Regions from separate parts of the Triticum aestivum genome. Here region 1 is linked to region 2. The links are chromatin contacts, called in public HiCAR-type maps. All regions are on one chromosome and are shown on one strand. Each heading gives the region's core, a stretch centred on a gene start, on an enhancer-like site or on the middle of the called end of the contact. The rest is flanking DNA. Distances are from core to core; before and after follow the strand shown.

The links. HiCAR-type assays count read pairs that join an accessible place to other places.
Region 1: a HiCAR-type map of leaf shows a contact between it and region 2, with 5 times the contacts expected there. The contact joins the promoter of LOC123148255 here to the promoter of LOC123148254 in region 2. A contact is called at or near these places in 4 of 5 Hi-C or Micro-C datasets (leaf and an unstated tissue) and 1 of 1 datasets of contacts at active chromatin or transcription factors (leaf).

What each region holds. Positions count from the first base shown.
Region 1 is chr7A:562,690,139-562,697,239 of IWGSC CS RefSeq v2.1, forward strand. It overlaps LOC123148255 (probable methyltransferase PMT24), which reads right to left and starts at 4,732. Exons shown (of 5, transcript XM_044567640.1): 1 at 3,072-4,732; 2 at 2,461-2,992; 3 at 1,932-2,379; 4 at 1,652-1,846; 5 at 1,117-1,575. The coding sequence starts at 4,418. The coding sequence ends at 1,359. It overlaps LOC123148256 (tRNA-dihydrouridine(16/17) synthase [NAD(P)(+)]-like), which reads left to right. Exons shown (of 3, transcript XM_044567642.1): 3 at 1-1,028. The coding sequence ends at 708.
Region 2 is chr7A:562,305,344-562,311,508 of IWGSC CS RefSeq v2.1, forward strand. LOC123148254 (protein FMP32, mitochondrial) reads left to right here and starts at 4,537. Exons shown (of 7, transcript XM_044567639.1): 1 at 4,537-4,932; 2 at 5,076-5,207; 3 at 5,294-5,353. The coding sequence starts at 4,771.

The DNA.
Region 1 (7,101 bases), core at 3,482-5,981, 380 kb after region 2:
TTTCTCATGGACAACCTTCCACTCGTTAAATCGCTTGTGCAAAATCTGTCAGAGAACCTTTGTGTTCCAGTCTCTTGCAAGATCCGCATATTTCCGCGACTGGAGGACACACTTGCGTATGCAAAGATGCTTGAAGAAGCCGGTGCTTCTCTTGTGGCAGTGCATGGGCGTACAAGAGATGAAAAAGATGGGAAGAAATTTCGAGCTGACTGGGATGCCATCAAAGCTGTGAAAGATGCCCTGAGGATACCTGTACTTGCAAATGGAAACATTCGTCATATGGAGGATGTGAAGAGCTGTCTGCAACACACTGGTGCTGATGGCGTGCTTTCAGCTGAACCTCTTTTGGAAAATCCAGCATTATTTGCTGGTTTCCGTACAAAGGAGTGGAAAGAAGATGGCAATGAAGACGGAGATGGTGGTTTAGACCCGGCTGATCTTGCCATTGAGTATTTGAAACTGTGCGAGCAATACCCAGTGCCATGGAGAATGATTCGATCCCATCTCCACAAGTTGCTGGGAAGCTGTTTTAGAGTGCATCCGCAAGTGAGGGAGGAATTCAATGCACAGACCAAGCTCACTTTTGAGGGGTTGCATGATATGGTAAAGAGGCTGAAAGAACTCGGCGGTGGAATACCACTTTACAGAGATCAGAGCTCTTTACAGTCACATGCCGTTACAAACGGGCTAGCTGCAAGCAATGCGTGATGATGCCCATCAATTTTGCCATCTACAGCTTACCGATTTATGGAGGTAAACTAAAGATGAACCAGAAGGCACCAGATATCTAATGTCAGTATAGATTGTATCAGCATTTTGTTGGAACACACTTTATGGGAGGCACCATGGGTCGTGGTTCTGTAAAAGAGAACTACTAGGGTCAAAAATGAATTTGTATAAAGATATGCCAGTGGTTGCCCAATTGATTTGTTCAGAGCATCTGCCGTGGATACCTTACATTGTTGTAACAATTGATGTGCACATCTGCAGACATTATTACGATCTGCTATTGAAGTAGTATCTTCTAACACCTGGACTCAACATTGATTTAACTTTACTAATCTAACTGATTTGCTAGCAACTGGAGTAGTTCAAAACTGTGACACTTATTATGGGTTGGAGGGAGCAAGTATTTGAACTGACAAACTAATGCTCCACTCATCTCAGTTCTATGCATGAGTCTTGGATGCATACTGCATTACAGAGCCATGTCTTATTTGTAGGGTAGTTAGTTGGTACCACATACTACATTAATGCTAACCAAAGAAAGAATTAAAAAAAAAGAACAAAAGAAAAACCCTATCTATCTTTTGCTGGGTGAAAATTGCTTGTGATCATGAGAATGGAGATGGCTTGGTTTAGGTTGGCTCGGCGGCCAGCTCCGTCCGCCAATCCGATTTCTCGGCGAACAGCACCCCTTCATCGTTCTTGGAGAAGGTGAGCCTCACGTCCCAGTGAAGCGACCTCAAGAGCTTCTCCACCTCGCCGACGGCGCCGGAGTCGTCGCGCACGATGATGCTCCCTCCCGGCCTCACGATCCTGTCCACCTCGACGATGACCGGCAGCACGGCGCACCTGAACAACACACGTTTGCCGTCGTAACCCTGAACCGACCATGGCTGAAGTAGAAGTAAGCAGAGCAGCGACTGACCTGTCCTTTATCTTTGAGAAGAGGCGATCGGCGTGCAGAAGGTCGTAGGTCCTCGGGTAGGTGCTGAAGGACTCGCACCAGTCATGGTACATGCCGAACAGCCCGCGGTCGAAGATGATGGGCAGCGTGTCCGGCGCGTCCACGTTGACGACGTTCATCACCCAGACCTTCTGGTCCCTCAGCGCCGCGGCGAACCTGGCAGAGACCATGTACATCCATCAATGTCGCGGAGGTGATTGCTAGGTGCAATGGCGGGAAGGGTTCTTGTCGCTGATATTACCCTCCGTAGGCGGCTCGCATGTCCATGACGTTCCTCACCCTGGACCAGTCGACGCCCAGGCCGTTGAGGTACGACTTGTCCATGACGCGCCTCCAGTGCTGGTAGTCCGCCACGAAGTCCTCCGGCGCAGGCTTCCCGTATACTCCGACCTGCGAGGTGTTGAGCCAGTTGGGCGGCGCGCGCACCCGCCGCGGCCAGTCCGCCGGCCACCTGGCCCCGCGCTCCGCCACGCCGGTCGGCACCCGGTGGATGCACGCGTTCAGGCGGACGTACCACGCCGCGTTGGCGTCGTCGTCGTCGCTGCACATGGGAGGCTGCTGCCTTGTCCGGCTCTCGTAGCACTCGTTAGACGTCGGCTTCCGGTAGAAGGCGGCGCCGACGCCGTTGAGCCGGTCTTTCTTGATCGTCACCAGCTCCCAGCACATGGATTTCGTCAGAGCCGTCATTGCTGCGAATGGTTCGTTCACTCATGCTCACGGTGAGAACTCATAAGCAAAAATCATTGGTGCTTAATCATGTCTGCACATACCTTTCCAGATCTCGACGTCGTCGGTGAGCTTCTGGTAGACGGGCGTGGCGGACCAGACGAAGAGGCCGCCGGGGCGGAGGACGCGGTTGAGCTCGAGGAGGAGGGCGCCGCCGTCGGCGTGCCAGGGGACACGGCAGCGCGCGCAGTGGACGAGGTCGAACGCCTTGCTGGGGAAGGGGAGGCGCTTGGAGCCCATGACGGCGGAGATGGCCGGGATGCCGCGCTCCAGCGCCATCTGCACCTGCGCCTCGTGCTCGTCCTTGGGCGCGAACGACATGGTCACCACGTCCCGCTCGAACAGGTAGCCCCCGAAGCTGGCCACGCCGCACCCCACGTCCAGCACCACCCGCGTGCGCTTCCCCCACGCGACGCCGCGCACCGACTGCTGCAGGAAGTCGATGTAGTGCAGCGCGCCGTGGATGAACTGCGTGCCGCCGCCGGGGAAGAGCAGGTACTGCCCGCTCACCTTCACCCAGTTCTGGTGCCCCTTCACCTGGACCAGCTTCGTGTGCGGCACATTGCTCAGCCAAATCTGCACAAGTCAGTAAGTCACCATCGTCGTGTCAGTGAGCAACCAATCCATGGAAAGAAGAATGTTTTTTTGTTTGTACCCTGTCGCGGCTCTTTGGCCACTCGACGGGCCGGCGGTAGCCTCTTGGGAGCGCGACGAGGCACGTCGGGCCCTCGTCGGGGCAGTGACGCTCGCGGTGCTCGTAGCGCCGGAAGTTCTCCGGCCGCAGCTTCTTGACGGCCTTCTCGTTGTCCAGGCACGGGATGTAGTCGGCGCCGGCCTTGACGTTGCACGTCCGCCACTCGTGCTGCTCCTCCCCGTCCGTGCTGTTGCCGTCGCCCGCGTCTTCCTGGCGCCGGTCCTTCTCCCGGTGGGACTGATCGCGCTGCGTCGCCCACGCGCTCTGGTCTCCTCCGGCGCCGACGGCCGAGTCCTCGCCTTGCAGCGTATCGACGACGTTGTGGTTCACCGAGCCGGCGCCGCTGCCGTCCGTGTCCTCCTTGTGCTCTGACTCGGCTGCCTTGTCGTCTCCGCCGCCGTCTTCTTGCCCGGGGTCGGACTCCACCTCCACCAACGTGCGCCCGTCCTCCTCGACCAGCGATTGGTCGCTGCTACGCTCCTCCTCCGGCTGCTCCTGATCGGGTCTATCCTCATCCGACTGCCGCTCCGCCGCCTCGTCCTCCTGCGCCTCGCGGCGGAGGATGCCCGTGCCGGGCTGCTCGTCGCCGGCGCTCATACGCTCCTCCTCGTCGCTCTGCCGCTGCCGCGCGATGCTCTCCTCCTCGATGCCGCCGTCCAGGTTCCTCTCCTCCACCGTGGCGCGCGGCATCTGCAGATGCGACTGCTGCTCTTCTTCCTGATCGTTGTCCAGCGTTTCTTGCTCCTTGTCCGCGCCCGTCGCCGCCGCGGCGTCCTCCTCCTCCTCGGCGGTGGCCTCGCTGGCGGCGACGCGGACACGCTCGTTGCTCTGGTCCTCGTCCACCGCCGCCGCGTCGCTCTTGGAGTCCTCGCCGCCGGAGCCACGCTCGTCCAGATCGGGCTGGGCATGCGGGTCGCCCACGGCCGCCGCGGTGACGGCGCTGCCGCGCTCCTGCTCGGCGCCGCCATCCTCCTCGGAGCCAGCGTCCTCCTTGCCCAGCGCCCCGTCCTCGGCCTCGGGCTCGCGCGGCGGCGACGGCGGCGCCTTCTCCCTGGTCACCTCGTACGCGAACGACGAGCGCGTGGTATGGCGGTACGCCGTGACGGCGGCCGCCTTGTCCCCGTCGTCCGGCCCGGCGATGGACGCGGACGAGGTGGACGTGAGCAAGTAGGCCCCGGCGACGCAGAGCGCCACGAGCACCCCCGTGGTGGCGTAGTAGACGCACGCCGACGCGGCCGCGGACGAGGACGCCGCCCCGCCCCCGCGCTTCCCGGCGGCGCGCGAGCTCCGGCCTCCCACCCCCGCCATGCCGATCGGCCGATGGATGGGTCGATCGATCTATCTAAGCTGGTAGTGCCACCATTGGTTTGGACGCGGGTTTTAGGCGCTGTGTTTGCGTTGCGGGGCGCGATGGGCGTACGTGGCGCGCCATGCACACGAGTTCGGGGAACGCGGGGTGATCCCCGCACGTCGGGGGCGAGCAGGATGTGGGGTCAGCAGGCGGTTCGCTGGTTGAGCGGCTTGGCGTGGGACAGGACTCGCAGGAGAATCGGGACACGGAGCCGCGGATCTCTCCCGTGCCGGTTAGTTTGTTTGTTGCTCCCGTCAACAGGATCATCAGCAGTCTTTTCTTAACTTCTTTTCTTCGTCTTGTAGACTAGTACTACTTTTGGTCGGTCGATCCCATGGAAATTGGAGGCAATCTTTGCATGAACCAACAATTCGCTAAATTGCATTTTTTTAACAACCGTACGTGTGGATGTCCATAGTTGATTTTGTTTTTTCGAGAAAACTTCCTCTCATAGTATTTTTTTTCACCTAGCGACGACTACAAGCACCGAAGCGAGCCGAATGCGCGCCGCCGTCATTGTCTCTCCCTCGCCAAAGCCGGGCAAAACTTGTTGTAATAGACAATCGGGAAGTCGTCGTGCTAAGACTCCATAGGACCAGCGCAGCAGGACAACAACCGCCGCCGATGAAGAGTAGAGTAGCTCGGAATGATCCAACCTGAAAACACATGAAAGTAGACGAACTACGGCCAGATCCGAGCAAATTCACCAATAATAGATTCACCGGAGACACACCTCCACCCACCCATCGAAGATGCTAGAGACATAATCAAGACAGGGGCTAGGCGGGAAGAACATTACTACATCTTCAGGGAGCCGCCGCCGTCTCGTCTTCCTGAGCAGAACACAAATCGTAACAAAACGCGAAGAAACAACTGAAAACAGAGCCCTCACGCCGGCAAGGGCATTTTTTAAAATACAATACAAATGCTCACGCACATACACTCATCCTATGAGCGCGCACACACACACTCTATCCCTATAAGCATCTCCGAGATACTCAGCCGGCACAACATTTTAAGTTGACGAAGTCATCACAGACGCATTCGTAGTCGACGGGAACATCTCCTCCCACTGAACTCACATCGCCGGAACGTCTGAAATAGGTACAGAAAAATGCAACTATCAGCGCCAAGTCTAGAACATGAACTTTGATGAGTTGATTCCATCACAAGAAATCTAACCATCTGAGTTATCTTCAATTCGCTCATTGATCATTCTTCAATGTCCACTATTCAAACTTAACTATACAAGAGAATTACGAGTTTGTGTTGTGATACTGACCTCTTTGTTACGCAATCCCGGGTCCGCTACCATCAACGTTTGGACCCACATGCGTCAACCAGGCCCAACCGGAGAGCAACATCGACTTATGAGAGGCCTTGGGCCATCTTCCCCCCCAAAAGACTAGCCTGTTAGGAGGGGACACCCTCGCACTTATAAATCGTGTTATGTCTCCCCCACAATCGATGTGGGACTAAACCCAACAATCTCCCCCTCGCACATCGGTCACACATGGGCCCGTTAACACCAGCGTTACCAGCCCACCAACCATGACCGACCATGCGTGAGTTCATCAAGATTTTATTTCGGGCACCTGGGCACTGATACCAATTGTTAGAATAAATTTGAGGTCATCGTTGACCATCCGAGAGCAACATCGACTTATGAGAGGCCTTGAGGCCTCTTCCCCCAAAGACTAGCCTGTTAGAAGGGACACCCTCACCCTTATAAATCGTATTATTCTCCTCCCACAATCGATGTGGGACTAAACCCAACACTCTTAAATATCCATATAAACCAGTGGCTACCAAGCAAGCTAAACCTTTCTCGTAATTGTTTTTCATTTGCAGCAGATAGTCTTGCAAAGCGGAATTGACAACGGAGTGGAAAATATGTCCCTTTTTTATCATGACAAGTCGATCGAACATCTCATAGTGTAAGTTTTCTAGTGTTGTATGGGTTGTTGTGCAGGTTTTTCTAGTGGGATTGCTGTGCAGGTTATTTCACATTTGTATCACGCTCGTGGTGCATCAAACATGTTCTGTTGGTTGTAGATATAAAAAGGTTTTCTTTTTCCCACATCAAGGTAGGGGCAGTGCCCACGTGTAGGGCTCTTTTGCTATACAGAAATGATGTATTTTTTATTAAAAGAAACTTCTTCATTGTAGGTTGTTGTGACGATCCTGTCCTGAGCCTGAATCTCTTTCATATATTGTGCTAGTCTCTAGATCAATAGTTAACACTCACAATACATGATGTTGGGAATGGTTGAAGAGGATGGAGCTGCAAAGACCATGGCAAGGTATCCCGATGATGACTGATCTGGGCGCTCATGTTGTGTTTGACAGCTTGGTGCACATCATTGTTGAGGATGGACATAAGGTTTTGTTCTGGAGGGACCGTTGGATCCACGGTTTCTTGATGCAGGACATAGCTCCACTTCACTTTGTCACAGCCCCTACTCGTACATAGAACCGACGTACAGTGCATCAGTGTGCTATTGGGCAATGCGTGGGTGCAGGACTTTCTGCTGACACATCATTTATGGCTTAGATTCAGTATGTTCACCTTTGCCAGGACATTGTCACAGTGCCAAGGAACCTTGATCTCGAGAATACCTTCACCTAGCCATGCGCGGC
Region 2 (6,165 bases), core at 3,287-5,786:
CGACCTAACAGAGGATAGGGGGATATCTTACCAACTTCGGGGTCAGGGGGAATGCGTAAGACGAGGATGGTCGGACAGAGTCGAAGAAGAAGGGGAGAAGCAGCTGCCGCTGCGCGGAGTGTTGCCGCCACGAACGCCACCGCCGCCACAACCACAAATCTGAGTCGTCGTTGCTGCCGGTGCCAAGAACAGAGTAGGACTTGTCCTAAAGCTAGGGGTGAGGGGTGAGGGTGGTGTATATGGCGGATACTCCCGACACTAGATATTTTGACTATCGATGACGGTCGCTTCCCCTTCTTCCTTGGGTGCATCACCAAGGTCTAGCACAAGGAGAAGAGGCGAAACCGACCCCCGATAACCCACAAGTATAGGGGATCGCAATAGTTTTCGAGGGTAGAGTATTCAACCCAAATTTATAGATTCGACACAAGGGGAGCCAAAGAATATTTGAAGGTATTAGCAGATGAGTTGTCAATTCAACCACACCTGGAGATTAATTATCTGCAACAAAGTGATCAGTAGCAAAGTAGTTTGATAGTTTTGATAGTAGTGACAGCAGCAATAGTAATAGTAACAGTGATATCAGTAATTTTGTAGCAAGTGTAACAGTGATGATAGCAGTAGTAACTTAGCAGAAACAATATGGAAAAGTTCGTAGGCATTGGATCGGTGACTTGTTGGATGATATTCATCATGAGACAGTTATAACCTAGGACGATACGGCACTAGCTCCAGTTCGTCGATATAATGTAGCCATGTATTCCATAAATAGTCATACGTGCTTTATTAAAAGAACTTGCATGACATCTTTTGTCCTACCCTCCCGTGGCAGCGGGTCCATATTGGAAACTAAGGGATATTAAGGCCTCCATTTAATAGAGAACTTGAACAAAGCATTAACACATAGTGAATACATGAACTCCTCAAACTACGGTCATCACCGGGAGTGGCCCTGGTTGTTGCCACTCTGGGGTTGCCGGATCATGACCGTAGTAGGTGACTATAACTTGCAAGATCGGATCTAAAACATGGATATAATGATGAATTCATAAACGGTTCAGATCTGAAATCATGGCACCCGGGCCCAAAGTGACAAGCATTAAGCATGACAAAGTCATAGCAACATCAATCTAAGAACATAGTGGATACTAGGGATCAAGCCCTAACAAAACTAACTCGACTACATGATGAATCTCATCCAACTCCTCACCGACCAGCGAGCCTACGAAGGAATTACTCACTCCCGGTGGGGAGCATCATGGAATTGGTGATGGAGATAGGTTGGTGATGACGAAGATCAAAGATCCCCCTCTTCAGAGCCCAAACGGACTCCAGATCTGCCCTTCCGAGGAAGAACAGGGCTTGGCGGAGGCTCCATCTCGTGGATCGTGATAATTCTTTCTCCCTTATTTTTTCTGGAATAATGTGAATTTATAGTATCAGGGGGTCATCAGCGGGGCCACCAGGCGGGTGCAACCCACCTGGGCGCGCTAGGAGAGTGGGACGCGCCCTGGTGGGTTGTGCCCACCCAGGGGCCCTCTCCGGTGGGTCTTGGCTCCAGAAATTCTTATTATTGGTATAAAAAAATCCTCAAAAAGTTTCGTTCCATTCCGAGAACTTTTATTTCTGCACAAAAACAACACCATGGTAGTTCTGCTGAAAACAACGTCAGTCCGGGGTTAGTTTCATTAATTACAGTCCAAAACAAGAGAAGAAGCGTGAGAAAAATTAGATACGTATCAACCCCAGAACAACAATTGTGATTCTTCCTTCAAGAACATCAATCTATCACATAGGGAGCCCCACCGGACCGAAAACATCGATCAACATTACATGTATCGGAAGTCATGCCGAAATGTCCGAGTACTCAATATGTCCTACTTTTTAGCAAAAGTCCTGCCAAAATCTACAGAAAAATTTATTCATGACCTTTGCCAAAACTAGGACATATCGAGTGCCTGAAATTTGTCAAAACGGAAATTAATCAACATTCTGGCAACACATAGGAACTTGTAAGATCCCTGCAAAACATTCCTGGTCATGACCTTTTGCCATGTGCCAAATTTATGCTCAATGAGCTATATAAACATTTGTGGACCATACAAATGAAACGACCATAAAAAAAATCCCAAACTAGCACATAGTACTACATTTTATAAAGATTTAACAAAAAATTCTAAACTACCACATAGTACTACATCTTATTCAACCATACAAATCTGGGAGGAAGAGTGGGGGAAGGGGAGGGAGGAGGGAGGAGGGAAGAGTGGAGGAAGAGGAAGGAGGTCTGGTGCCCTGGTAGGGGAAGGAGGGATGGAGGAGGGCCGGTGCCCCGGTAGTGGAAGGGAAGGAGGGAGAAAGGAGGAGGGCCGGTGACCCGGTAGGGGAAGGGAAGGAGGGAGAAGGGAGGAGGGACGGTGCCCCGGCAGGGGAAGGGAAGGAGGAAGGAGGGTTACCTCAGTAGGGGGCGGCGACAATGCGGGGATGGCGGCGACGACGGGAGGAGGAGCAAGAGCGAGGACGAGAGATGGAGGGAGAGTGAGGAGAAGGGGTGAGGAATGGGCGGCAGAGAGAGAATACAGATGCTGCACTTAGTAGCAGCATGGGGCATGGGCACCGGGCTACTGCTAATCCCAGTAGTTGTAGCGCAGAGCGCGGTGGACCGCGCCACTACTAAGTGGCCTGTCTCGAGGAACGGTGGGGACCACCTAGCAGTAGCGCGGGGTAACGGAGCCCGCGCTAGTGCTAATTTCTACTATTAGCGCACTTTTTAGCCCACACTACTACCATGTAGCAGTAGCACGGGGCATATAACCCGCGCCACTATTATGTGATTGCCTATAGGGGTTTTCCAAGTAGTGCTTGGATCTGCCTATTGCTATGTGCTTCCTGCATTATGGCTTAACTCCCCTGCAAATTCGTGTGAAGTGGGTAGCTCAGATCAATGTAGCATACTTTGAACTGTTGTTATGAGTAAGATCAGTTCCGAACTCTATCAGTGCGAGCCTTTGTTGTAATGTGAATGTTTTATAATTTGTTTGAAGGTTGTATCCTGAATCCGTTGCCATTCGGATAACAGTGACCCCATACGTATTAAACCCCTAGGCGACCTGATAATTATTTGTTAGATGTCTTGTGTTGTATATCGCTATAAACAATTATTATCTGGATCATACCATGGTTAGCATCACCGAGTCACATTCGAAGGCAGGCTCTCATAGCTCCGATTTTGCAAGGCGTACTCGTCGCGCCAAGCGTACTGTTTCAAAAAGTGGACAGTGCTTCAAGTGTGTTCTGAAGAAAGGCAAGTAGAAGGAAGTACATGAGCAGCTGAAAGGTGGGATCAAAGATGTGAAACACCTTGAGAAAAAGATGGTGGACAAGGCAACTATTGTTGTACCTAGACGAAGGTTGGATTGATTTTTTCATTCATGATCTTTTCTCGAGTTTGTGATTATATTTTTTGAATTCATGAACTTATGTTGATTTCGGAATATTTTTACAATTCATGAACAATATTTTGAATTCATGAACATTTTTCAAACCTGTAAACATTTTTTATAAATTCATGAACATTTTTGAATTCACAATTGTTTGAATTCATGACTTTTTCAACTTAAAATTAAACAGACCCAAATGAAAAAAAAAACAGGCGTGAGCTTTTGTCGCTAGCTTTGACTGTGCTTGCTGGGCCAGGCGCCCCGGCCCATGTGGTGCAGGCGACGCGTGGAGGTCCCGTGGGCTACCTACCATTGCTCGTATGGACCACTAAGATAAAATAAAAAAACCATTGCTCGTATGGTGCTGGGCAGACGCGGCGAGGCGAGGCGCACGTCGAAGCGTGGACGGCGACGCCTAGGGAAGCGCGGGCGACGCGGACTCGGCCGGTGGATTCATCGTCCGTGGATGGGGACCCGTGCGAGTCAGCCAAGGAGACGAGCATTTTGCCTCGTTGAACACGTTTACCCGAGCAAATCCAATACTCCATCACCGTCAAATCATCATCGTCCGCCACTTCGCCGGTCACCAGCCCGTGGCCGCCCTACCCAACCGGTCGGGTCGGACCAACGCGGACCAGGCTGGGAGACCACCACCAGTCACCAGACCAGGGTGGCATTTTTTGGCATGCATATTGCATCCGATTCCTTTTTTTTTTTGCGAATACTACATTCGATTGCATTCTGTAACGAATATAGAGATTTCCCGCAAAAAGAAAATTAAATAGATTTCGCTCCGCGTAACCGCACTGCTTCAGATTCCGGTTGTTCAACAATATTCTGCGTCACGTCTAGGACTTGCGAAACATTTGCAAACAAACCCACGGAAGAGAAAGAATAGCAGCTGCACCGCACCACGCGTAGAACCGAGGGCTGTTTCACGAAACCAACAAACGAGAAGGGGGAACAAACACGAAGCACGGAAGCGGTTGCTAGTTTTCTTCCCAAACACGTTCTCCTCTTCCGCTTTCCCCCCTGGGTCCTCGGCGTCTTCTTCTTCTCCACGCCTTGCCATCCTCCCGACCTCCTCCGCCTCCCACCGTCTCCCTTCCCCACCTTTCCCAAATTAGCACCGCCCCCGCCTCCAACCCCACCACCGCCACCCTCCCTCAAACCAAGCCGAGCCGCCCGAATCCGGCACCGCCCGCCCGCTTATAGCCCGGCCCGACCGCCCCGCACCGACCCCGCGCCCCGCCCGCCCCCCTCCCCGTCCGCCTCCTCCGCCCACGCGCCCCCGTCTCCTCCGGTCGACGCCTCGCGCGGGGGGGAGGAGATGGCCGCAGCGGCCGCCGCGGCGTGCAGGCGCGGCCTGCTCCTGCACAACCATCACCACCAGTGGCCGACGCGGTGGGCCGGCCCCGCCGCCGCCCGCAGCATCTCGCAGCTCGTCAAGACCAACGGCCGCCGCGCCTTCCTCGTCGACACCCTCGCCCTGGTAACCTACTTCACCTGCCACGCTTACTACTGCCATCCGCCTACGGAATGGCAGCTGTTTGTGGGAATTGGCGCCCCGGAGGTGCTCGACGAAATGCAATGCTGAGATCGCGTGCGCGCGTGGGTCATCGCGTTGGTTCGCAGGTGAGGAAGCTGGAGTCGCAGGGCGTCCCGACCAAGCAGGCGGAGGCCATCACGTCCGCCATCACGGAGGTCCTCAACGACAGCCTCGAGAGCATCTCCGAGTCCTTCGTCTCCAAGGCCGAGATGCAGAAGGTAACGCCAGTCACCTTCTGACTGTATTTCTGGTGGGGATGGACAGCTTACTCATCTGTTTCCTGCTTTTGATTTGCCGTGTGCAGAGTGAGATGCTGCAGGAGGCCAATATCTCCAAGTTCAAGTCGCAAGTGCAGAGCTCGCAGGTATGCTTGGAACCAAACTGTTTGTTCGATGTGAATTTGATGACCACTGACGTTTGTAGAAGCTGTTGTTCTTATGGCTGTTGTTGCCCTTCTGTTGAACTTCATCATATAGCTTCTACAGTTTCTACTTGCCATTGTTTCTCACTTGGTTATTCTGCATTACTCCATTTTGTGATTTTCTGTTGGTACCTTCAAGATGTAGCCCCCATTTGGCTTATAAGCGTTTTGTTTGTGCAAATAGCTTGGTTCGTATGTAATTAGGACTTCATCATTAGCTTGTACAAGTTCTACTTAGCATTGTTCTCTCTGGGTTATCCTGCATTACTTCATTTCGTGATTGTATGTTGGTAATTGGAAGAAGTAGCCCTCATTTGGCTTATAACGATTGATTTGTGCAAATAGTTGGCATGTACTTCCTCCGTTCGGAATTAACTGTCGCTGAAATGAGTGAGTCTACACACTGAAACCCGTCTAGATACACTCATTTCAGTGACAGTTAATTCCGAACGGAGGTAGTAATTAGGGTTTGGGGTCACCGTTTGCTCCAATGCCCAATCATTCTGTGCTATTTGATCTTAATAGACCTATTAGGTTACTGTTGTTGGCACTTTACTGTTTTGGACTCCCCGTGTTGTAGAAGCGTCTAATCTGACAGTATTGGCTTGTTTCGTGTCCTTCACATGTACATTTTATTTTTCTTGTTTAATTAATGTTATCTCTTACATAGTCTGCCATAATTTGTTTTTTCATTAACATCTCACCTTGTAGAAGTGAGATTAGTAGGTTTTTCTAGCTCTTACCATGGAGCACAT